Linked DNA regions of Delphinus delphis: region 1 is linked to region 2. Evidence: chromatin contacts called from public Hi-C data. All regions are on one chromosome and are shown on one strand. Each heading gives the region's core, a stretch centred on a gene start, on an enhancer-like site or on the middle of the called end of the contact. The rest is flanking DNA. Distances are from core to core; before and after follow the strand shown.

Region 1 (6,922 bases), core at 4,353-6,852, 130 kb after region 2:
GACTGCTACTGGCGGCCAGTGCTGGTTCAGCAAAGGTTCATGGACTGACCATCCCCCACCCTTCCGGCCGGGCACTGGCTGCTTCCCCAAAGCCAGCACTTCTGTTGCCTGCCTTCGTTCCCTGAAGAGGGGTGAGGCCTGGGAGGAAAGCAGACCAGCTCAGGGTCATTGGCGAAGCCAGCTGGACTCAGGGCAGCACGGTTCCCAACCCCCAGGCCCCTGCTCCTTCCATCATACACCTCTGTCTCTGGAGCAGTCCTTGCAGGGGAAGGGTCCTATCTCCTGAGACACTAAGCCCCCGATGGGAAGGAGCAAGTCTCACACCTGTGTATCCCCACCCCCAGCTAGCAGCTAGCTCCTCCCACCCCCAAGAGGAGAGAGAGGAGAAAGATCCCGGCTCCCAGGGGCAGCTCAGGCAAAGGACTAACGCAGGAAGCCTCAGGTTGGCCTTGGCCTGGTTCAAGGTGACCAACCCAGCAGGCTTTTTCCCAGAGTGGGCAGGCCCTGTCCAGGCCTCAGCTTCAGAGGATGAGGCTGTCCTCAGAGAGCAGTGGACATCCTGGAGAAGCTCCCACTCAGCAGGCTGCAGGGCCTGAGGGGTTGGAGGGCTGGCTGCCTGAGGAGGGGTGGCCCCTTGACCTGGCAGCACCCCCCTTTCTCATCTGAATCCCAGCACCTCATTGCTGACTAAGCTGCGGACACACCAGTGATTATGAAGCACCACCTTGTCAACAGTCCTTACTTGGATGGGTGGCTAGTGGGTATCATTTTGGATAGTGCAGGTCAGGGAAGGCTTTCTGGAGGAAGCAGGGGAACAGGGGAAAGATTTGGGGAGGAGAGAGGAGAGGGGAGAGGGGAGGCACTCCGGGCAGGGGAGGAGCATCAGCAAGGCCTGTGGGCAAGATGGGCCTGGGCTGCTCAGAAGAGAGGATGGAATGGCTGCCTGCCGGGAAGGGAAGGTCCAGGACTTTAATTTCATTTTATATTCCTGTGTCTTCTAGCATTTTCCCTCCTCTACCCCAGCACACAGGTTTCTTTGGGGTTGTAGCAGACAGAGGCCTGGATTTTAGTCCCGCCTTTGCCTCTAAGCAGCTGAATGCTTTGGGGGAATTCATGTGGCCTTACCTGCCCCATCTCTAAAATTAGGGTGTCATACTAGACCAGTGAGATTCCTCCCAGCTTAAGTTCTGTGATTCATCTTCCTGTGTCCTTGCTTTCCCAAGGACGGGTGGGGTTATTCAGTGCTGTGTGCAGAGTTGTACACAGTTGTTGAGTGCTCAGGTTTCGTCTATCATTATCGAAATCATGAAGTGTGGCTTGTCCCGCCTAAGTTTCTGCCTCTAGGGGGCAGGAGCGAGAAAAAACAAATCCTCCCTGGGACCGGGACTCCACTTGCAGTTCTGGGCTCTGCCAGCAGAGGGCAGGGCTCTCACTTCCCCCAACCCCATTCCTCTTGTAAAACGTGGGGAATGCTCTTTCTGTCTTTCCTATTTCAGGTGTCTCCCGGAGGACCCAGAAATTTGGGACGTTCCCTGGAAATTATGTAGCCCCGGTGTGAGTGGTCTCCATGGCAACTCGGAGCCCAGCCAGGATGGGATGGGGAGCAGAGCACTTATGGGCGGGAGAGAGGTCGCCCCCCCATCCTCCTCCCCCAGGACCTGAGCCGCTGGCATCTGCAGACAACCTCAGCAGCCTTTCCCACGGAACCTCCCTCGAAGCCCCCTGGACTGATTCCCACCCACAATTCACAAGCATTCCTCTAACAGCCCTTTTATTTCCTCCCCTACCCCACTCCCCAAATATAGAGGTCTGCTTTGAAGTGGAGACTATTTCCAGGCCTTATTGAGACCAGACCCCCGCGTCCGCCACCCCACCCTGCTATGGCGTTTCCTCTAACAGGGGCCCGCTCCCAGCTTCACCCCCATGGGGTTCCTCTAACAAGGACCAGCTTCCTAACCTAATAGAGACCAAAGGCCGTCTTCGCCTGGAAGGGATTCCTCCCCTTTCACTCCAGCTTGCCTGCCATCCCCTTTGTCTTCCTGCCTCCAGCTGGGCCTGGGAGTGAGATGGAGGATGGCTGCAGCACTTCCTTAGCATTCGAGGCCTGGCAAGAGGTCTTGCCCGAAGGCTCCCTCTTCCCACAGGCTGCCGAGCCCTGGACCTGGGTCCTGCTCATCCTCCTGCTGCTGTAGCGCCCAGAAAGGGTGGGGCCTCCGAGGACTGGCCTGTCCCAGATGCATTCCAGGGAGACTGATGTGTGCTGTCCTCCTGCCTGCCCAGCGGCCCCCACCCCCCAAGTCCCCCGTGGAAGAGAATGTAAAATAAATCTGGCTATCAGGGACCTTGCCTTCCTGTCCTTTTCCTTTGTGGTGGGAGAGGGCGCCACCTGCTTAGGGTTATGGGAATTCTTTCTAATGTAGGGAATCAGGTGGGATGTGAATGAGTGAGTGAGTGTGTGTGTGTGTGTTTAACGGGAGGCTGCAAAAGAACCATTATTATCTCTCAAGATCTCAGGTGTCAGGCACGAATGGGCAGCCCCAAGGGTTGGGCAGCTGTCTGGCAAGCAGTGCTGAGAGAACTAACGTCACAGGGATGAGGGCAAAGCCTGACTGTGGGGAGAAACCAGAGATGGGAGCTGAATGTGGCCTTGTTTGCGGGCTGTTTGGTTCTGGAGCTGCCGTGGGGTGGCTGAACTAAATGGCATTCCTGTTTGTTCTGCTCCTAATGTTTTCCTTCTGTGTGCTCCATTTCCACACCGAAGTTCTCGTGTGTTTGTTGACTTTCTTCTTCTGGGCTCGGGTTTTTGAGCAATCGATGGCAGGAAGCTGGGAGTGGTGGGGCACAGCTAGCCAAGGCGACTCTTCTGGGGCTTGGTGGTTCCTGTAGGGGCATAGTCTGGGCCTGGCCGCTCTAATCGGGAAGAAAAGCTCCATTCCTTGGCCACTGCTGGGAGATGAGCAGGGCATACGGTGTTACCCACATGTTATCTGATGTAAGCATCCCAACAGGCAGGTTATGAGTCCATTTTACAGGAGGAGAGACTGAGGCAGAGAAATTGGGTCACATCATTATAGACCTGAAGTCAGATCTAATGACTATTGCTGCCTCTCTGCACAGTCTACCAAATGCCCGCGCAGTCCTTGTCCAGAGGCCCTGGAGAAGAAAGGTCACGCGTGAGGTCCCTGGGGCGGCCCCGGGCTGGGCCTCTCTTACATTCTTCCTGGCAATCCTGTCATCTAGGCCTGTCACCTAGGGCACCCGCACCCCAGGTGGGTGGAAAGAGGCGGTGGTGGCTAATTCTCTCAGGACAGGTGGGAGAGGCCTGTGAATGACAGGGCTGTGGCTGGTCCCTGGCAGGCTCCTCGTGCCTGGGTGCGGCCCAGGCTCCACTGCTGGTTAAACAGCAGGTTGAAGAACAAGACCTGCTTTCACTTCTCCATCCACCCCAGTCCCCACCATGGTCTGTTGCTAGGTTGGCAGGCCCAGCCCATGCCATGGAAGTGACCATTCCTCACGAACCTGCTAGCCTGTCCCTGATCCCCCATCTCGGCTTCTTCAAGTTGCCTGATGCCCTCAAAAAGGACCTCAGGGTTGAGACTTCCTTTCCTTAGGGCAGAAACCAATTCCACACCCTCTCTTTGGCGGGGCCCTGGAGCCTCTGCAGCAGATCAACCCTATGCCCTGCCTGTACATGACCCCTTCTCTGCTTTGACTTGGCATGAGGTGGGAGGGGCGGAGGGGGGATCAGAGCCAGAAGGGACCTTAGGTTGCTGGGGACGCTCATCCCAGTGAGGTGAGTCACTTGGCCACAGAGTTGCTAAGGGCAGAACCGTATGCCCTTCTGTGCCACAGGGACATGCCCTGGGGTCGGCTGACTTTGTCTTCGCTGTGAGTTTTGTGACTGCACAGCCCACAGAGCAGAAATCCTGCCGATGAGCCTGCAGATCTTTCTAGAGACTCTCCAAGGCAAAGTCTGAGCAGAAAGAGGTGCAAAACTGAGTCCCTGTTACAAACTGGCAGGATGGGGATGGGCGGCGAGGAAAGGGAAATGAATCCATTTGATCATTCAAACAATATCCCTTCAACAAAATACAATGGAACACTCCAGGAATGGAGCAACACACCAAACAAAACCCACCCTGCCCTCTGAGGAATGGGCAGCTTTAAAAGGAGGGCAGCGTGGACAACGGGAGGGTAAGCTGGGCATCATCCCCAGTTTACACAGGGGAAACTGAGACCCAGAGGGGCTGAGGAAACTGTCCGAGGTCACACAGCTGGGAAGAGGCAGCCCCAGCCCCCCGGGCAGTGGTACCTGCCCTACCTGCAGCTTCCTGTTCCCTCAGGGACTTCCAGTCTAGCTGGGGAGGCAGAACGGGTGCATCAGGCAAAGAGGCCACACCAGGAGGCCTGGAACTTCTTAGTGGGAGAGTGGCTTACACACACCGAGGACAGAGGGTGTGGGAGGCCAGGGACAGGGGACGTAGCTGCCTTGGAGGCGGGCTGGTCCAGGGCATAGGTAGGCAGCGAGAGGGATGGTGAGGGCACACCTTGCAGACAGAACTCAGAGGGAATGACTCACACCTGAGGCAGGCAAGTTACAGCTGTGCCTCCAGGTGGCCTCCCCTGGAAACAGGCCAGCCTGAGAGTGAAGTGGAGACCAGAGGGAGATGGGAGAAGCCGGCTCTGGTGGGCCCTGAGGTCCCCAGGGTGAGGGTTGCCAGGTTTGGCTCTGGGGGAACCATTTGCCAGATGGTTCTGAGTTGACACCTGGGGCCTCTCCTTGGCTGTCCTCTCCTGACCCCTAGAGCCGGGGATCCAGGTGGTTGGCAGAGGGCTGGGGGCAAGGGGGATCAGGGCCATTGGTGGTTGTTGGTAGCGGCCGGCCGCAGGCAGGGCAGCCGAAAGGGTGAGGGGAGGGCAGCCAGGAACGGAACAGGCATCAGCCCGCAAGGGACGTGTGTAGCCCAGGAGGGGGCCCGGTCACTTCCAGCCAGAGTCTCTCTTCATCTCCTCCTGGGCCTGGCATGTCGCCCTGAGTGGAGCAGGCTTACGGCGCATCTCAAGCAGGGAAGCTCTGCGCATCCAAAGCGCCGCAGCAGTCCGCGACCACCGCCCCGCGAGCGCGCGGGCCAGGCAGGAAGGCGGAGGGGCGGCCTCTGGGTTGGGATTTATGGGTGTCGGGGCTGCATCTGCGCCAGCCTCGGAGCCTGGAGTGGGCGGAGGAGCCGGGCGGGCCGACCGCAGACAGCCCCAGCCTGCCCTCCCCCTCCCCCTCCCCGGCCCTGGACTGGGGTTGGGGGAACTCAGGGCCCCTTTGAAGGAGGGGGGGCGAAGGCGGCCTGGGCGAGCTTCGGGGGTCAGCAGGCTCAGCTGTCTGCGAAGTGGGACTCCGGGCCCGTCACCGGGTCACCTCCCCTGACCTCGAGAGGATGGGGACACCCCGGGGAGGACGGCCGCAGCCTCTAGGGGGCTCTCGGGAGAGTAGCCCCGGGCCCCTAGCGGGCGCGGGCCAGGTGGCAGCGCCGGGGCTGAGCTGCGCGGAGGAGGCGGCCTCCCTGGCCAGGGGCGGCGGCAGGGGCGGCCCTGGGATCACATGGGCGGAGGCAGGTCCCGGAGTCCCGGGCGGGCTCTCCCCAGAGTCGGGCAGACGGCTGCGGCGGGAACGGCGGCGTCTCCTCGCCTCCCTCCTTCCTTCCCTTCGTTCCCCGGCCCGGCCGCCCAGCCCGACAGGTGAGCGGGAGCCGGGTGAGCGCGCCCACCTGCGTGCGGTCCGCACGGCCGGCGACCTCCCCGGCCCCGGCGCCTTCGCAGCTCCGCGCGCCTGCGGCCGGCTCGGCGCCCGGACCTCTCCTCCGCGCACGGCCGCTCCCCGCAGCCTCGCCTGCGGTCGGCGCCCCCCGCTAGCTGGGCTTTCCCGTCCCGGGTGCTCCTCCTCCAGCCCCCGGCGTGCGCGGGTACTTTGGTCTTGGAGCTCAGAAGGAGCCAGAAGTGGGCAAGCCGGGCCGACGGTCTGGGCACCTCCCCGCGGCCCCCGGAGCGGAGTCCACTGGCCGGCTCAAAGGTCTGGGAATCCAAGGCATCTGCTAGCCGCCAGCGCCGACCTGGGGCCTGCGGGAGGGACAGAGGCTGGGCCTGGGCAAAAGGGGAAGCCGGAGGGCCGGGAAGAGGGCAGACAGCCCCGCTCGCCTGGGCGCCCTCTCCCCAGGCTCCTAAACGCGGGAAGTGGCCCCAGTGTGCCTGATAGACTCGGGCAGCGCTTGTAGTCTGTGGGCCTCCCCAGGGACGGCCTCAGGGTGGGCGCTGGGTAGGGCGGTGGCCCAGACTGGCACTGCAGCTTCCTGCCTGGGTTGGCTCCTGACTCCAGAGCTAGAGGGTCAGGAAATCCTACATGGGTCTGGTCTACAGGGACACTCCCTTGCCCAGTGGAGGGGCAGTGGGTGGGAGGCCTGGGGCCCCAGCTAGCGGGCAGCATCAGTCAGCTCGCCCTGTTGGCCAGCGCCCGGTGGCGGGTGTGCCCTGCTTGGCAGATAAGCCCGTCCTTCTTGCCGGAGCTGCTCGGAGGGCAGCAGGCTGCTGGCGGAGGTGGGAAGCCCAGTCTTGCCTACCTGGACCACACGGCCAGGGGCGTGGCAGGCAGCCAGGAGGCCCCTCTGAAGACCCTGGCCTCACGTGGGCAAGCTGCCCCGTCCCCAGCCAAGTACTTGAGAGTATGTGGTGGTACCACCCCTTTCTGTGCTGTCACCTCTGTTCCCAGAGCGCTGCCCTCCCCCAGAGCGGGGAGGAAGTCTCTTGTGCTGTCGGTTTCGGGGACCGGAAACAAGCACTAGGGGGACTTCACCCTGATGGTGGAGGAGGGGAGAGGGAGGAAATGCTGACATCTACCACCTGCCAGCCCCGCCCGCCCGCCTGCCTGTTCTCAGCA
Region 2 (6,920 bases), core at 3,499-5,998:
ACCCCCCAAATGGCCTGAATATCAACCTGTAAATATATATTTACCAGTCAGCAAAACTTTCATTCGCATTTTTTACTTACAAGAGTCTAAAGGGGGGAATTCCCTGGCCGCCCAGTGGTTAGGACTCCACGCTTTCACTGCTGAGGGCCCGGGTTCAATCTCTGGTCAGGGAACTGAGATCCCATAAGCCACACGGCAAAGCCAAAACAAAACAAAAAAAGTCTAAAGAGATTAGAAATTTGATATCAGGCTATGATTGGTAGAATGTTGCTTTAGGCCATGTTTTTCCAATTGCAAAAAAAAATATTTTTTTAATATGGAGCCGCTAATTTTTTTTAGACCTCAACTGTGGTGGGACGAGTCCTTTCTGAGGTAATTTAATCAAAATTAAATGCACTTATAGGAAGATATGAGTAAAATATAGTATACAATGTCCATACAATATGTATTACTAATAAAAACATTTCTGTAGTGCTTTTTCATATAAAATTAGAGATTATACACTATAAAATACCTTTTGCTATTTTATTGCAGTTTTAAAAATATTCTGCAGTTCTCTGCATTTAACACAGAAGTTTAATATTTAATGGCTTCATACACATAGAAACTGAAGCCAGGTTACTTTTGTACAACAGTGGAAACTAGGATTCCCTGTGCTTTTGTTAAATTAAAAGCATTCCTAATTATTTCTCAGAAGAGTTAGTCATTAATTAAGGTTTATGAAGTGCTTAGGGAGTGTCATAAGGAAATATACCAAGTCTCACAAGCCCTGTAACATGGAAACCTAGATTTGAAGAAATTAGTAGAATTGCCAATTTAGCATGAAGCTTGATGGTTTAAGTAGTCAATTCTGACCAATGCAGAAAGTCAAAGGAAAGAGAATCAAGTTCATCAATTAAATGAAAATGCAGCTGACCCAGGCCAGGTGGATACGTGTACAAGCTGAGTGAAATAGAACACTCCAGTTGTTGCCAGGAGCTATTGATGTGATGACTAAAAACATTACCACCACCACCAATGCATTTAAGCCTTATTCATTAAAAAAAATTGTCTGGGAAGGGAGCTTAATGAGAGTTTTCTTCTTTTTATATTTTCATTGAGTGGTTCTAGATGTTTTGTTTTGATCAGAGAAGTCTCTCAGAAAATTCCCCAAATGAATATTTAATGCTACTGGAAATAGGCGTGGACAACAGGCCTTTGAAAGAAAAGAGCATTTAAATATTTTTTTCTCCTAGTTATAAAGTAATACTTTCTCACCATAGAAAATCTGTAAAATACAGAAAATTAATTGTTTTTTATAAGTGACTTTTAATCATACCACCAAGAGATGGCTACTGTTAACAGTTTTTTCCTCACCAGCTAATGCTCCATGGTGGTATGAACTGTGTTGATTTTAGTTCATCACTGTAACCCTACTACCTAGCACAGTGCCTGGAACAGTTGGCACCTAATTAATATTTATTCAATGAACATATTAATATTTCCTTCTAGTATTTTTATGCATACGTTAGCTTGTCTTAATAATATGGGGTCCATACTGTACTTTTTCACTTTTCGTTATCTCCTGAGGCTTTTCTCATGATAGCCAATATCTTCCCATCTAAAGTATGATTTTGCATAATGCATAATGTTGCATCCAATTTCATACCTCATTTAACCATTTTCCTATGCAAATGAAATCATATAGTAAGTACTATTTTTTGTCTTGTTTCTTTTGTTCAACATAATGTTTTTGAGATTCATCCATACTGTTGCATGCATCAGTAATTATTTCCTTTTTATTAGCTGAGTAGTATTCTACTGTTTGGGTAATTATTGCTGTTGGGTAAAATACCCAAGAGTAGAATTACTGAATCATAGAGTAGGTGTATATTTAACTTTACAAGAAACTTTCAAAGTAGTTGTAGCATTTTACTCTCCCACCAGCGATGTAGGAGAGTTGCTTCCATCCTTGCCAACACTTCCGTGTTGAGAGTCATTTTCTAAAATTAATTAATTAATTATTTTTGGCTGCGTTGGGTCTTCGTTGCTGCGCACGGGCTTTCTCTAGTTGCGGCGAGCGGGGGCTACTCTTCATTGCGGTGCGCAGTTTTCTCATTGCGGTGCCTTCTCTTGTTGCGGAGCACAGGCTCTAGGTGGGTGGGCTTCAGTAGTTGTGGCACGTGGGCTCAGTAGGTGTGGCTCGCAGGCTCTAGAGCACAGGCTCGGTAGTTGTGGCGCACGGGCTTAGTTGTTCCGCGGCATGTGGGATCTTCCCGGACCACAGCTCGGAACCGTGTCCCCTGCATTCTTAACCACTGCGCCATCAGGGAAGCCCGAGAGTCTTTAACTTTAGCTCTTCTACTAGGCTAGTAAAGTGGTATCTCAGTATGGTTTATTTTGCATTTCCCTGATGACTAACAATGTTGAGAATCTTTTCATTGGCTATACATATATCTTCTTTGATTGATACTGCCAAATCCCTTTCCAGAGAGATTGTGCTAATTTATAATTCTACCAAGAGTGTCACCTTTTTAAAATGTTTTCCATTTTGCTTTGTGAAAAATACCATCTTGTTTTAATTCTCATATTTTATTACTTATGAAGTTTGGTGTTAAGGAGTGGCTCCAATTTGAGACCCAGGGACTTCCCTGGCGGTGCAGTGGTTAAGACTCTGTGCTTCGGGCTTCCCTGGTGGCGCAGTGGTTGAGAGTCCGCCTGCCGATGCAGGGGACACGGGTTCGTGCCCTGGTCCAGGAAGATCCCACATGCCGCGGAGCGGCTGGGCCCGTGAGCCATGGCCGCTGAGCCTGCGTGTCCGGAGCCTGTCCTCTGCAACGGGAGAGGCCACAGCAGTGAGAGGCCTGCGTACCGCAAAAAAAAAACCCAAAAAAACCTCTGTGCTTCCACTGCAGGGGGCATAGGTTCAATCCCTGGTTGGGGAACTAAGATCCTGCATGCTGCCCAGTGTGGCCAAAAAAACAAAGATATATCTGAGATCCAGATAGTTGGTTACTTCTTCCACAACTATTATTGGATAATCCATCTCTTCACATTGGTTTGCAATGTTTTCCTAAACTCTTTGTTTTTAGCTATCCTGTTTGTTCTTCCAGATGACGTTTAGCCTCTACTACGCTGCAGGGAACAATTTATTTTTGACCATTAGAAATTTGCTCTGTTTGATAGACGTGTGGAGCTCTGATTACTTCCTAAGTGAAGAACTTCCTCAGGATATCTGAACAATTCTCTTGGGTGGAAGCCTGAAGTCAAGACCCAAGAAAACAGAACCAAAATCTATTCAGCTCCCTCAGGTGCTCCTGCCTTGCTGGGATTGCTATGAATGGCCTTAGGCCAAAACTGCAAGGCATAATTCAGGGTCTGACTCCAGTGTGTATCCCCAGATCTCCTCCCAATACATAAATCTATAGTAAAGGAGATTTGGTTTAACTCCTATAATCTTTTACCAGGAAGCTGTACAAAAGAACTTTCTGCTATGATGGAAGTGTCCTATTCTACCACATCCAATTAGTTAGCCACTAGCCACAGGTAGCTATCAAGCACTTACATGGCTAGTGCACTTAAAGAAATGAATATTTAAATTTTATTTAATTTAAATGTACAGAGCCACCTATGACTACTCATTGGCCACCACAGTAACTGTTAAGACCGGTTTGCCTGTAATTTGCATATACTTCCTTGGATCTCAGTTTCAATATTCCACTATCACGGCTAAAATCAAAATACTTTTGACTTTACCAGGCACTATACTCGATGAGGGAAGACAGTTTCTATTCTAGGCTTACAATTTAAGGAGAGAAAAGGTCAGTTTTTAACCTGGAGAGGAGTCAGATTGCTAAATCTACGGAGACTTGCCCATCGTGTTCCACAGTAAGGATGACCGGGGGAGGCAGGTACTGTGTCACTGCGTCAGAGGGGAAGAAGGGATCACTCCTAGCTGTGTAGGTGACACGCAGAACTTATGAAAAGGTCAGTTCCTTGCACAGAGGAGGTCTGGCCCAGGGGCTCCATGGAGCCGGCTGCCGTCCCCTTTCTGACAAGTGCAAAGGCAGAGAGGAGGCCACGGCACCTAGCGGAGGGTCTTATCCACCCACTCGGAAACCGCCCCTCCCCGCGCACTACCGGATTAGAACTAGGATGGACGCGATCGTCCTTCTTACTATACTAACCGCCCTCGACAAATGTGACAACTTAAACCAGGGGTTTAAATGGGTTTTACTGACTGGGGGGAGGGTAAACTGTGGGAAGGAGCCTGATCAACTTGATAACGTCTCCCAGACAGAGTGGGGGGGAGACCCCGAGGAAAGGGAGGGAGGTCACCCGTGGGGAAGGTCTGGGAAGACAAGGGCTCCCTGCAAGGTGGCCCCAAGCGGACAGGAGGTGCACTGCTCCGCCGAGAGGCTGCTGGGTCGCTCGGGCCGGGTCACAAGATGGCCGCTGCTCCACTGGGGCTTTTGGTGCAGGACCGAGGGGCCGCTGTTAGGTGATCCAGGCCCGCGCGGCGCAGGCAGCCGAGAAGGAGTCAGCTGCAGGAGGGGCAGGCAGAGAAGGGAACACTACTCTCGGAAGCTAAAGCGGAAGGAAGCGCGCGTGCGCGGAGGGCGGCCGCGCGGGCCGGGAGCCTCCGCGCGGAGGGTAAAGCCGGGGTCGCTGACTGCCCGGGAGTGGGAGGTCAGGCGGCCCAGCCGGCTGAGGCAGCGGGGCCGCGCGCTGGGCCTCGGCGCGGCGCCGGCGCCGGCGGCGCGCGGGCCGCCGGGAAGTTAGGAGGGCGTCGAGCGGGAACGCGCACGCGCGCGCACGCGGGGGCGGGCCGCGCGCAGCCGCGGCCGCTGGGGTTGCCTCCCTCGACTGCGGTCGCGGGCGCTCGCGAGTCCGCGCCTCAGGAGGGAGCGGCCGGTGGGCCCGCATCCTGTCCGTGGGGTTCGAGGCTGGGCTGCCGCGGCCGCCTCCTTCTGGTGCCTGGGCCGCCCTGAGGAGCCGGGCCGGGGCACGGCTGACTGACCGGCCCCGGGGAGCCGAGACCGCTGGAGGCGAAGGCGGAGGCGCACGTCTGGCGGTCTCCTGGACCGGGAGGAGGCCGAGGGGACCATGTCCGGGAGGAACCTCCACCTCTCCACCACCGAACGCGTCATCAAAGGTGCCAAGCGGGCCGGGCCTTCCAGTCGACCAGCGGCAAACGGCCCTCGGCCGGGCGAAGGCTCGGGGCCGGAGGGAGGGAGCCGAGGACAGGAGGCAGGAGGGCGGCGGGATCCCTGGCGGCGCCCATCCCGGAGGAGGACCTGGAGGGGGTGTGGGAGACGGGAGGCCGGGATCTCCACCGGGGCTCCCCCGCGGGGGCGCCGGGCGTTTTCTGTTGCACCTGGACCAGTAGCTAGCTGGAGATTGCTTATTTATCTCCCGTAGTGTCGGATTTCCAGGCAGGGTGGCGATCTCTTCTCCCACCACCCCCAAAGAGTCTGGATCCACATATTTTTTAAAAGAAACGATTCCTCTTTTCTAGGCTCTTACCTGGGGGAAACCATCTAGGGTGATGTGGGTAGGGAGTTGAGTAGACCCTTCCAAGTCAGATCTTTCTGCCGCTCCTCTTCTGTAGGATCAGATCTTTCTTGCCTCTTCCCCACCCTTTTTTTAAGGATGGATACCACGTACCTTTTAGCCCACTTTCTTCAGATCATCACAAGTCACTGCTGTTAGTAAAAGAAACAATATAGTGAAATAAATGCAAATAAATTCATATTGTGATATTTGAAAGGGATCTACAGATCTCTTGACATGATTTTTGGTGTTTTATTTTCCTTTTGGCCATAGAGACTTGGAGAATGATGTTCCCTGTTTCAGATGTCCAAAATAAACTAAAGTGTTCCTTACTAATACATACAGGGTTTTACATTGTAGTTGTTTCTGCCCTTAAACTAAGAATAGTGGTTTAAATATAACCACTAATTTATGTGCCTCTTTTGTTCAGACATAAGACAAGTACAACTCTTCTGAGTTTTAATACTCGGTTTGAAAGCACTATTTTGTAAGAAGGGAATATACCGAGACCAGGTGTGTTAGTGACCTCTGAATAAAGGGGTTAATTGTAAGTGGGGAAAACTATTAAAATACTTTTATTTTTTCATTCTGGTAATTAGAAGGAGAAAGGAAACCAGGATTGGTGACAAGAAAACTTTTTTTTTAAGTGGAGAAAAATTATTGAATGTTCAATGAAGGGAGAGAATTTTAGTGTATAACTTAGGTGTTTTTTTTCCCCTAAAAAATTCAGCATCATAAATGTTGATTGCCTGCAATATGTAATTTTAGTGTGTAATGTAGTTTTCCCCCCAAAAAAGTCATCATCATAAGTGTTGATCATAAATGTTAATTATCTACACTATATAATATTTACTAAATGTAATGAGGTTTTTGAGATTTATCTACTCAGCATTTGTGTGGTATCATTAGGGATTTAAGAGAATTGTTCATAGAACTGACAGCCCTTTAACTGCTAAATTCTTTTGACCATTTTAATGTCAGTCTTTATAGTATATAACCCATGAAGAGTATATAACCCTCTCTTAAGATTCAGAATCTACTAAACATAATCTTTTTTGATAAATCAAGGTCATCATTATGTACATTAATTTCTGTCCTATGCAGTTAATATGGCTGGTGCATTCTACTGTATAAGGGTGTTGGCAGTTTCCTCCTGTGCTGAAATGACTCCTCACTGCTATACCAGTTTAGTGCTTTTGTCTGTTCTTAGTTTATCTGCTGCAGTACTGCTCTCTATCTGTCAAAATATGCCCTTCTAATCTGCCACTTCTAAGCTGAAGTAGGCAGGGAAACCAGATAAACCAGAATAGTGTGTCAAGTCAGAATAAATAGGATCTGAGTGAAGCTTAGTGGTGGTAGTCCTCAGACCTTCGTGAATCTCAAATTCT

Evidence for each region. A called contact is a pair of places that touch in the nucleus more often than the background predicts.
Region 1: a contact with region 2 is called in a Hi-C map of lung, with 4 times the contacts expected there. The contact joins the promoter of PDLIM2 here to the promoter of PPP3CC in region 2. A contact is called at or near these places in 2 of 3 Hi-C or Micro-C datasets (lung and muscle).

The regions. Positions count from the first base shown.
Region 1 is chr6:99,523,349-99,530,270 of mDelDel1.2, forward strand. PDLIM2 (PDZ and LIM domain 2) reads left to right here and starts at 5,603. Exons shown (of 10, transcript XM_060015154.1): 1 at 5,603-5,730. It overlaps SORBS3 (sorbin and SH3 domain containing 3), which reads left to right. Exons shown (of 21, transcript XM_060015151.1): 21 at 1,497-2,341. The coding sequence ends at 1,558.
Region 2 is chr6:99,395,135-99,402,054 of mDelDel1.2, forward strand. PPP3CC (protein phosphatase 3 catalytic subunit gamma) reads left to right here and starts at 4,749. Exons shown (of 15, transcript XM_060015143.1): 1 at 4,749-5,134. The coding sequence starts at 5,086.